Linked DNA regions of Mus musculus: region 1 is linked to region 2. Evidence: chromatin contacts called from public promoter capture Hi-C data. All regions are on one chromosome and are shown on one strand. The core of a region is the stretch at or near the end of the contact, and the rest is flanking DNA. Distances in the headings are between cores, read along the strand shown. Region 1 holds the start of Gabrr3 (gamma-aminobutyric acid (GABA) receptor, rho 3). Region 2 holds the start of Col8a1 (collagen, type VIII, alpha 1).

The links. Capture Hi-C pulls out chosen DNA fragments and counts their contacts.
Region 1: a promoter capture Hi-C map of liver shows a contact between it and region 2, with 2.7 times the contacts expected there. The contact joins the promoter of Gabrr3 here to the promoter of Col8a1 in region 2. A contact is called at or near these places in 4 of 39 promoter capture datasets (embryonic stem cells, hippocampal neurons, pre-B cells and 1 more) and 1 of 9 other capture datasets (liver).

The regions. Positions count from the first base shown.
Region 1 is chr16:59,405,253-59,408,914 of GRCm38.p6, forward strand. Gabrr3 (gamma-aminobutyric acid (GABA) receptor, rho 3) reads left to right here and starts at 2,130. Exons shown (of 9, transcript NM_001081190.1): 1 at 2,130-2,245. The coding sequence starts at 2,130. Gm33611 (a long non-coding RNA gene) reads left to right here. Exons shown (of 3, transcript XR_384916.2): 2 at 1-19; 3 at 523-909.
Region 2 is chr16:57,752,722-57,756,526 of GRCm38.p6, forward strand. It overlaps Col8a1 (collagen, type VIII, alpha 1), which reads right to left and starts at 2,016. Exons shown (of 4, transcript NM_007739.2): 1 at 1,919-2,016.

The sequences.
Region 1 (3,662 bases), core at 880-3,379, 1.7 Mb after region 2:
CTCTAATTGCCTGAGAACTGTAAGACCTCTTATGAACCAACCGTTTCCACGTTAAGCTGCTGACTTGTTTTTATTTTTAGTACAGACCATTTCGGACTTAAAATTCATCACCCAAAAAAAAAAATCATAAACTCTTTTTCGCATCACTTTTAAATATGACGAGTAGTTGGTGTGGGTGGGGGCAGAGTGGGGGCGGGGCGGGGCGGGGGCAGGGGCAGAGGTTAGGGGTGGGGGGGGGGGGAGATGTAATAAAGAGTTCAGATGAGTTCTCATCATTGATTTTGAAGAGGCAGTACAGTGACAAACTCAGTATGAGCGCATCCACAAATTGCTTGGGATAAACTTGTGAACTTAGTACGGACTTAGTAAGTACCATCACTTAGTATGGACTCTTCTGACTCCAACTTCTCCGTTTCCTCCCCCCTCCTCCTCTCCCTCCTCTCCCTCCTCTCCCTCCTCCTCCTCCTCCTCCTCCTCCTCCTCCTCCTCCTCCTCCTCCTCCTCCTCCCCCTTGTTCTCTAGTTCTTCAGAAAGCCCAAGGGAGGGAAGACGTAGAGAATGCGGGTGAGGAGAAGAAAAAGAGCAAGAGGAACAGCAACAGCGTACAGAAAACACAAGCTTTAAGGCATGGGGTAAAAGGATACACAGTCTAAATTAAATACATTCTTATGATAAGTGAGTAACAACACATACAAGATGTTACGTCAACAAATCTATCTGCAGATCCTCTCAAACTCTAATTGTCTCTATACTGCTCATCTTTTAATACCTCAGTTGGAGAAAGTTAATGTCACTGGATATCCATTCCGTGACATTTACATCCACGCTGTATGCAGCCTAGCTGTCTGCCTTCTTGACATAAGCTGGGATCATCTGGGAGAAAGGAACCACAATTGAGAAAATACCTCCATGGGCTGGAGAGATGGCTCAGCGGTTAAGAGCACTGACTGCTCTTCTGAAGGTCCTGAGTTCAAATCCCAGGACTGGGAGAAAGGAACCCCAATTGAGAAAATACCAACATGAGATTGGCCTGTAGGCAAGCCTCTGTGGCATTTTCTTGGTTAATGATTGGTTGAAGTGAGAGAGCCCAGCCCATTGTGAGTGGTGTTGCCCTGGGCCAGTGGTACTAGCATTATAAGAAAACAAACTGAGCAAGCCTTGAGGAGCAAGCCGGTGGTACGCAGTGGTCTTCCATCATCTCGGCTCCAGTCCTGCCTCCAGGGTCTTGCTTGAGTTCCTGGCCTGACTTGCCTTAATGATGGACTAGAGAGTGAGAGCTGTAAGATGAAGTAAGTCCTCTCCTCTCCAAATTGCTTTTGGCCACAACATTTCATCACAGTAATGGAAGTCCTAACTAAGACATACAGGGAATATTAGCAGCCAGAATTTCTACTGTCTGTATGCAGGCAGCATGCATTAGGAGCATGGATGGCCCTAACTTAACACTGACAGGTTAATGTCTGGTGCATCATCCAGTACAGTAACATTTCATTTAGAGGTTGCTTACTTTATTTAACCTTAAATTGAATTACTTTCGTTATGAATAAACCATCATCATAAAATGTTGATGTTTACTTGAAAATGATAGTAATGTGAATTTCTATTGTGCAGAGAGGCCTGTGTGTTGGAGGAGAGGAGATGATTCCTTTCGGGATTAAATGAAGCTGTGAGATAAAGGGAAAGGTCTTGCAGTGTGTAATTAAGATTAAATTAATCATCTTCCTCTCATTAAGCATATTATTTTACAGAGTCATTACATATATTCAAATTATATTGCACCGGATTAAGAGGATTAGAGCCTAACCTAGCTTCTTTGTCTGCTGAGGGCAGCAGCTGAGAGTTTATTGAGTGGGGAATCAAGCATGCGACCAAGAACTGTCCCTGGGAAGAGGGCAAACGGAAGGTGTTGCCTTGTTTTCTTTACATTGCCAATGAGGCAGACAGACACAGCCTGTGAGTGATGCCAATCTACTTATCTATGAAACAACAAGCAGCATTGAGGGCAACGTCTGCTTGTCTCTTCTTATTCATTTTCGTGACCTGATATCTATTTTTTGAAAGACACATGGTCAGGACATTTCACTAGCTGTGTTGGTGGCACATCCCTGCCTTCCTTCCTCCTGGAAGACATGGTCCTGGCTGTTTGGTTGGTCTCCTTCACCTACACCTGGATCACACTGATGCTGGATGCCTCTGCCATCAAGAAACCCCATCAGCAATGTCTCTCTTCACCGAAACAAACCCGGTAAGATATGGAAAGAGAGTCATCAGTGATTTCCCAGTTTCTCTCCATAGCTGCCTCGGACCCTCTGCTAATCTAAAAACATCTCTTTAGGGGAAACCCATCTTTGTCGAAGTACCTGTGTCTGAAATAGCACTGACCCATCAGAAGAAATGGTCAACATCTGCAAGTATGGGATCTCCCATGTCCGGCATTATTTCTCTAGTTGTATTTATTTAGGTAGCATACAGTTAAATGTTTTGCATCGACACCATCTTTCAGGGAGCCTATTGCTCCAATGAGAAATGCACTCATTGCTAGGAATGTTGCTTATTTACAATTTCTTTACATGTTTGAATTAGTAGTCTAAGAAATGACTTTTCTTGTCAGTTTTGTGGAGGGAAACTTGGTTTTAGATTTTGAAGAGAGAGTGTAAGAAAGCATTCAGACCATTTGTTACCTGTTGAAAATAGTGCTCAGAAATGTAAATACCTTTCCAAAGATCAACATATCATTATTGTTTTTTGTTTTTTTTTTCCCATCAGTATCATGAGATGCCAGGCTATTTACAGGGAACCATTGGCTATCAATAGATTCTAGGAAAGAAGGAATCACTGATTTAGTTCAGTACCTTCTGATGTGTTTATAAAAAGATAAAGGTGTATAAGATATGTTCTATGGGAGCTGTGGTAAGGCATGGGGTAAGGGGGTGCCTCGGTGGGCCCATGCCAAGGCATCCCTTCCCCCTGAGGGACCAGCCACACCACGGTATAGTATAGAATAGAGTTTATTTAGGGCATGGAGAGGGGAGTTAAGAGAGTAGTAGAGGCAGAGAAAGGCAGAGAGAATGAGAGAGAGAGAGAGAGAGAGAGAGAGAGGCTGGCCTTGACCACGGGGAGAGAGGGGGAAGGGAATGGGGAGAGTGGGGGAGCAAGAGGGAATAAGAGTCAAGAGAGAGAGGAGCGGGCAAGCAGCCCCTTTTATAGTGGGTCAGGCCTACCTGGCTATTGCCAGGTAACTGTGGGGAGGAGCATACCTGGCTATTGCCAAGTAATTGTGGGGTGGAGTTTAGATAGAATGCCAACACCTTCTTAGCTGCCAACAGAGAGCTCCAAACACGAGGTCACAGAGACAGCCTGGTTCATCTCAGTGGGTTGCAAAACAAAACTAACCAGAGAGAAATGTGTTTGCACGGTGGGGCGTGAGTAGTGGGGGAGAGGGGTGGAAGATAAAAGTAGTTAGTGTGCAAGATGTGTGTGTATGGCATTGTAAATAACAGCAGAGAAGCTAGAGAAAGCACCCAAGGAGCTGAAGGGGTCTGCAACCCTATAGGTGGAACAACAATATGAACTAACCAGTACCCCCAGAGCTCGTGTCTCTAGCTGCATATGTAGCAGAAGATGGCCTAGTCGGCCATCACTGGGAAGAAAGTATTGAAAAC
Region 2 (3,805 bases), core at 766-3,265:
TGCTCCGTTCAGACAGTCAGGGAGAGCAGAAGCAAACCTTCAGAGAACAATTATAAGTCTCAAATTTAGCTTGAACAGAGTTCTATAATGTAAGCTTTTGGCCCTTAGGGCTGATAACTTTGACAGAGGAGGTTTTTGGAGGAAATTATAATCTTTTCTCACTGATGGGGCTGAGCAGGACTCAAGTATTACCTTAAAGGAGGAATTAACTTGAATGAACCCAACATTTGGGTTGGCCTTGTTTCATACCTGCACCTTCCATGGCTCATTACTCTTGTTAGCTAGAGAGCCAGCAGACTGCACTGTGGATGGAGATAAGGGGATTTGAAGATGCACAGGTCACATATTATATTGGCCAATAGTAATTTTATATCATTTTCTGAAAGGAAACCACATTCTCTGCAGTATTTTTCCACTGGGGGGAAAAACTGCAACGTGGGGGAAATGGTTCATAAGTAACTTGAATAATTTTATGCTAGCCCTTTCATGCTAAACAGTGTTTAATATTTTTACATTTCTTTTGATATATAAAAGATAAAGAGAATTTGGAAAAGCCCAAGCCACTTGTCTAAGTGTGTGATTTATTTCAGTTTTAGACCTACAGTGAAATTTCCCATTTGAAACAGCACACAACCAACAGGCATGAAGATGTGAATGGCTCTCTCCCCTTAAGAACCTTAAGGACTAAAGCGCTGCTTTGGTTTCTTGACTGGCAGCCTGGGCTTGTCTCCTCCAAGAGCAGCTTCTGCAGTTGCCCAGATGGAACATTTGAAGAGGGCTTTTCTCCCACATGAGAGCCTTTCATCCCACAAAACCCACAGAATATGGTAGCAAACTTGATGGCACAAGAGTCTGATTTTTATTTATTTTTCCAAAGTAGCTGTCAGGTTTGCTTCTCCTCACACAGGTGCACAGCACTCTGGAGAAGAAGAACAGATCAACCCCCAACCCACCTACCACAACCACTTCCCCAAACCACCCCTACACACATCCAAGGTCTCTTCCCCACTGCAGAGCTCTGGGGGAGTCAGTCAATAACCAGGCACTCGCTTGAGGAGGGCAGAGGGGACGGTGAGGATGAAAACCTTCCATCTGAAGTCTTTCTGGCTGATCTCGCTATACATCAGTCAGTTGTACACAGAAGAATTGTGCAATCTGACCGGCGTGCTTTCTGAGAAACATATTGAAACACTTCGTGTTTGAGGTGTGTATAGGCATCACAGAGTTCTCATACACTCTCAGTCTCCACACAAGACTCCTTTTAGGCTGTACTGGAAAGGTAGCCCAGCAGTGGCTCATCCTGCCCCAGCTTGTAAACTGGGATTTGTACTTTCCTATCTTCCAGTCACCTGATTACTGTCCCCGGGCAAAGGGCACTCGTTCACATCATTTTTTCCGAGCAGTTAAACCTGGAAAGATACTTCTTAAAGGACTCACAGAAGTTGTCTTGGGGGTTTGGAAAACATCACAAAATCAGCAGCCGACCTTTTGACTGTGCTATTTTTAGAGAAGTAATTGTGCTCCTTTAAAGTGCATTTTTTTTTGACAATGGGACAGATTCCCCTGCCCTTACTGATATGTGAACTATTTACAATTAAAAACACAAGCATAATACCGCAAACAGATACATTTAACCTCAGAAGCAGTCAGACAGACGGGGCACGCGGGGAGGGGGGGCAGTGTGACTTAAAAAGAGAAAAGATTTTTGTAATAGAAATGCTGTTGTTTCTGCCAAAAAGGAATTTTTATTTTACTGTTCAAACAGAAGTTTGTTTTCAAACCAGTTGCTAGTTAAGAAGCTCACTGTTCATTACAGCATCCTTATGAATCAACTCTAAGTAAAAGGCGTTGACCAGCAGGGACTCACTCCAGGCAGCAACCCCCTGCAAGTCAGCAGCCCTGACAAGGGTTATCTTACCTTGAGCACGTCAGATCTGGGAGACAGGGACTCGGGCTCCCACGGAGAGGACCGTGGAAGGGCTCTGATCCTCTGTGCTCTGCGGGTAACTTGCACTTGGCTTTTATGGACAGGTGGGCGGAGCTGTTCCTCACAGTAGGTGGGCAGGGATTGAGCGGGGGCGGCGGGCGGGCTGCCCCCGTGGAGCTGGACACTTGTCTGGGGAGGGGCAGAAAGGGTAGAGCCCGAGTTTTTAGGAGTGGGGAGAGCCAGGGACTTTGGAGGGCGGCGGAGTAAATAGACAGGAGTGGAGACGAATGAGGGAGAGTAGAGAAAGGCAGAGACCACAGAAGGGAAAGGTTGGGGAAGAAATGAATGGGGCTTGGGGACGGGAAGCTAAAGTAAAGGTAGGGGAAGAGAGAGAGATAGGGATTTGATTCTGGAAGATGAAATGGGTACTGGATTATTTTTCGGTTTTGTGTGACATTTTTGGCAGCGAGAGGAACCTGGGCGACTGTCAATAACAAAGGTGTTTTCTCTGTGATCGAAAAGCCAAGTAACCGCCCAAGAGAACTGACGGGTTTGGAAGCGAGGTAGAGGCGAGGAAGATGGGCTTCTGGAAAAGGGTGGAGGACAAGCCCGGTGAGCCCAGACAGTGGTGGGAGGGGATCGTCCCAGGGAGCCCCAGGCGCCCTGCCTCTGGGAGCTGACTGCTGCAGCCTGGCCCACCCCACCTCACTCCTGCCAGCCTCCTTCCACAGACAGTTCTAAGCGTGCAACATCCAGGCAGCTCCAGAGGCTGGAGCAGCTGTGAGGTCCATCTGCGGAGACAGCTCCGCACCAGCTCGTCCCTTCAGCATCAACATCTGCTTATGTAACACAGGATGCTAGGGCTCGCTGTCCTCTGGTTATTTTCGGTATTAAAAAAAAAATCTCTCCTAGCTAGCAACTGAAAAATGTTCGGTGTCATAGCTCTCTCCACTTGTCGTAGGCATAGAGAGGATTTAACCAACAAGTGCGAAGGGTCATGCTGAAGTTATTAAAAAATGTATTCAGAGAAAGAAAAATAAGGTCCTTTCGCTGCTGAGCGGTGACTCACTTCCCAGCCCAAGCTACAGTTTTGCCACCAAAGAAATCAAAGCATTTGAAAGGAGGACTTGAGACTCAGAGATGGGAAATGGGAGTCGGATAGATGCCTTGGAGAAGAGGGAATGACCTTGCTCACCGAGTACACACACACACACACACACACACACACACACACACACACACACACACGATCTTAAGCCATGCTGTGCTGTTTTCTGTCTTGTTTTCTAGCTAGCTCAAGCTGGCAACAGGCTAAGCTAGGCAGTTTAAAAACTCCTGCACTCCTTAGTGTGCCTGGAGAGTGTGCATTGTTCTGAGGACCCGCGCAGGGGCTTGAAAACTGTTCAGTAGTATCCCTCAGCCTCTCCTCCACAGGATGCCAGAGGACCACTAGCCCAGCAGTCTCCTTCTGCTAGGTGTGGAAAAAAAATGGCCTTGGACTTAGCCATAGGATACTGAAGGGCAAAAAACCTCTCCACTAAGAAAGAGCCACTGGCCTAGTAAAGGTCCACAGTATAAAAAAGAATTTTCAAAGAATCTATTAAGAAAATAGTAGTGCGTGCCACTGGGATAATAATAATACCTGCCACCACATGTGCTAAGTTTACACTGGACTTAGTTTTTTACAGACTCACTCCCATCTGTCTGCCTGGAGAGCCCAGAGCCTCAACTGATGGTTCCTTTGTAAGAATTCCAAGCTTAGCTCGAATGGATAGGCTTGGAAGTCAACATGCAAAAACCGATGCGATTCAGAGAGGGAGGATGGTGAAGAGTCATTAGACAAAATGGAAACATTTTAATTTTCATCAAGATACAAAT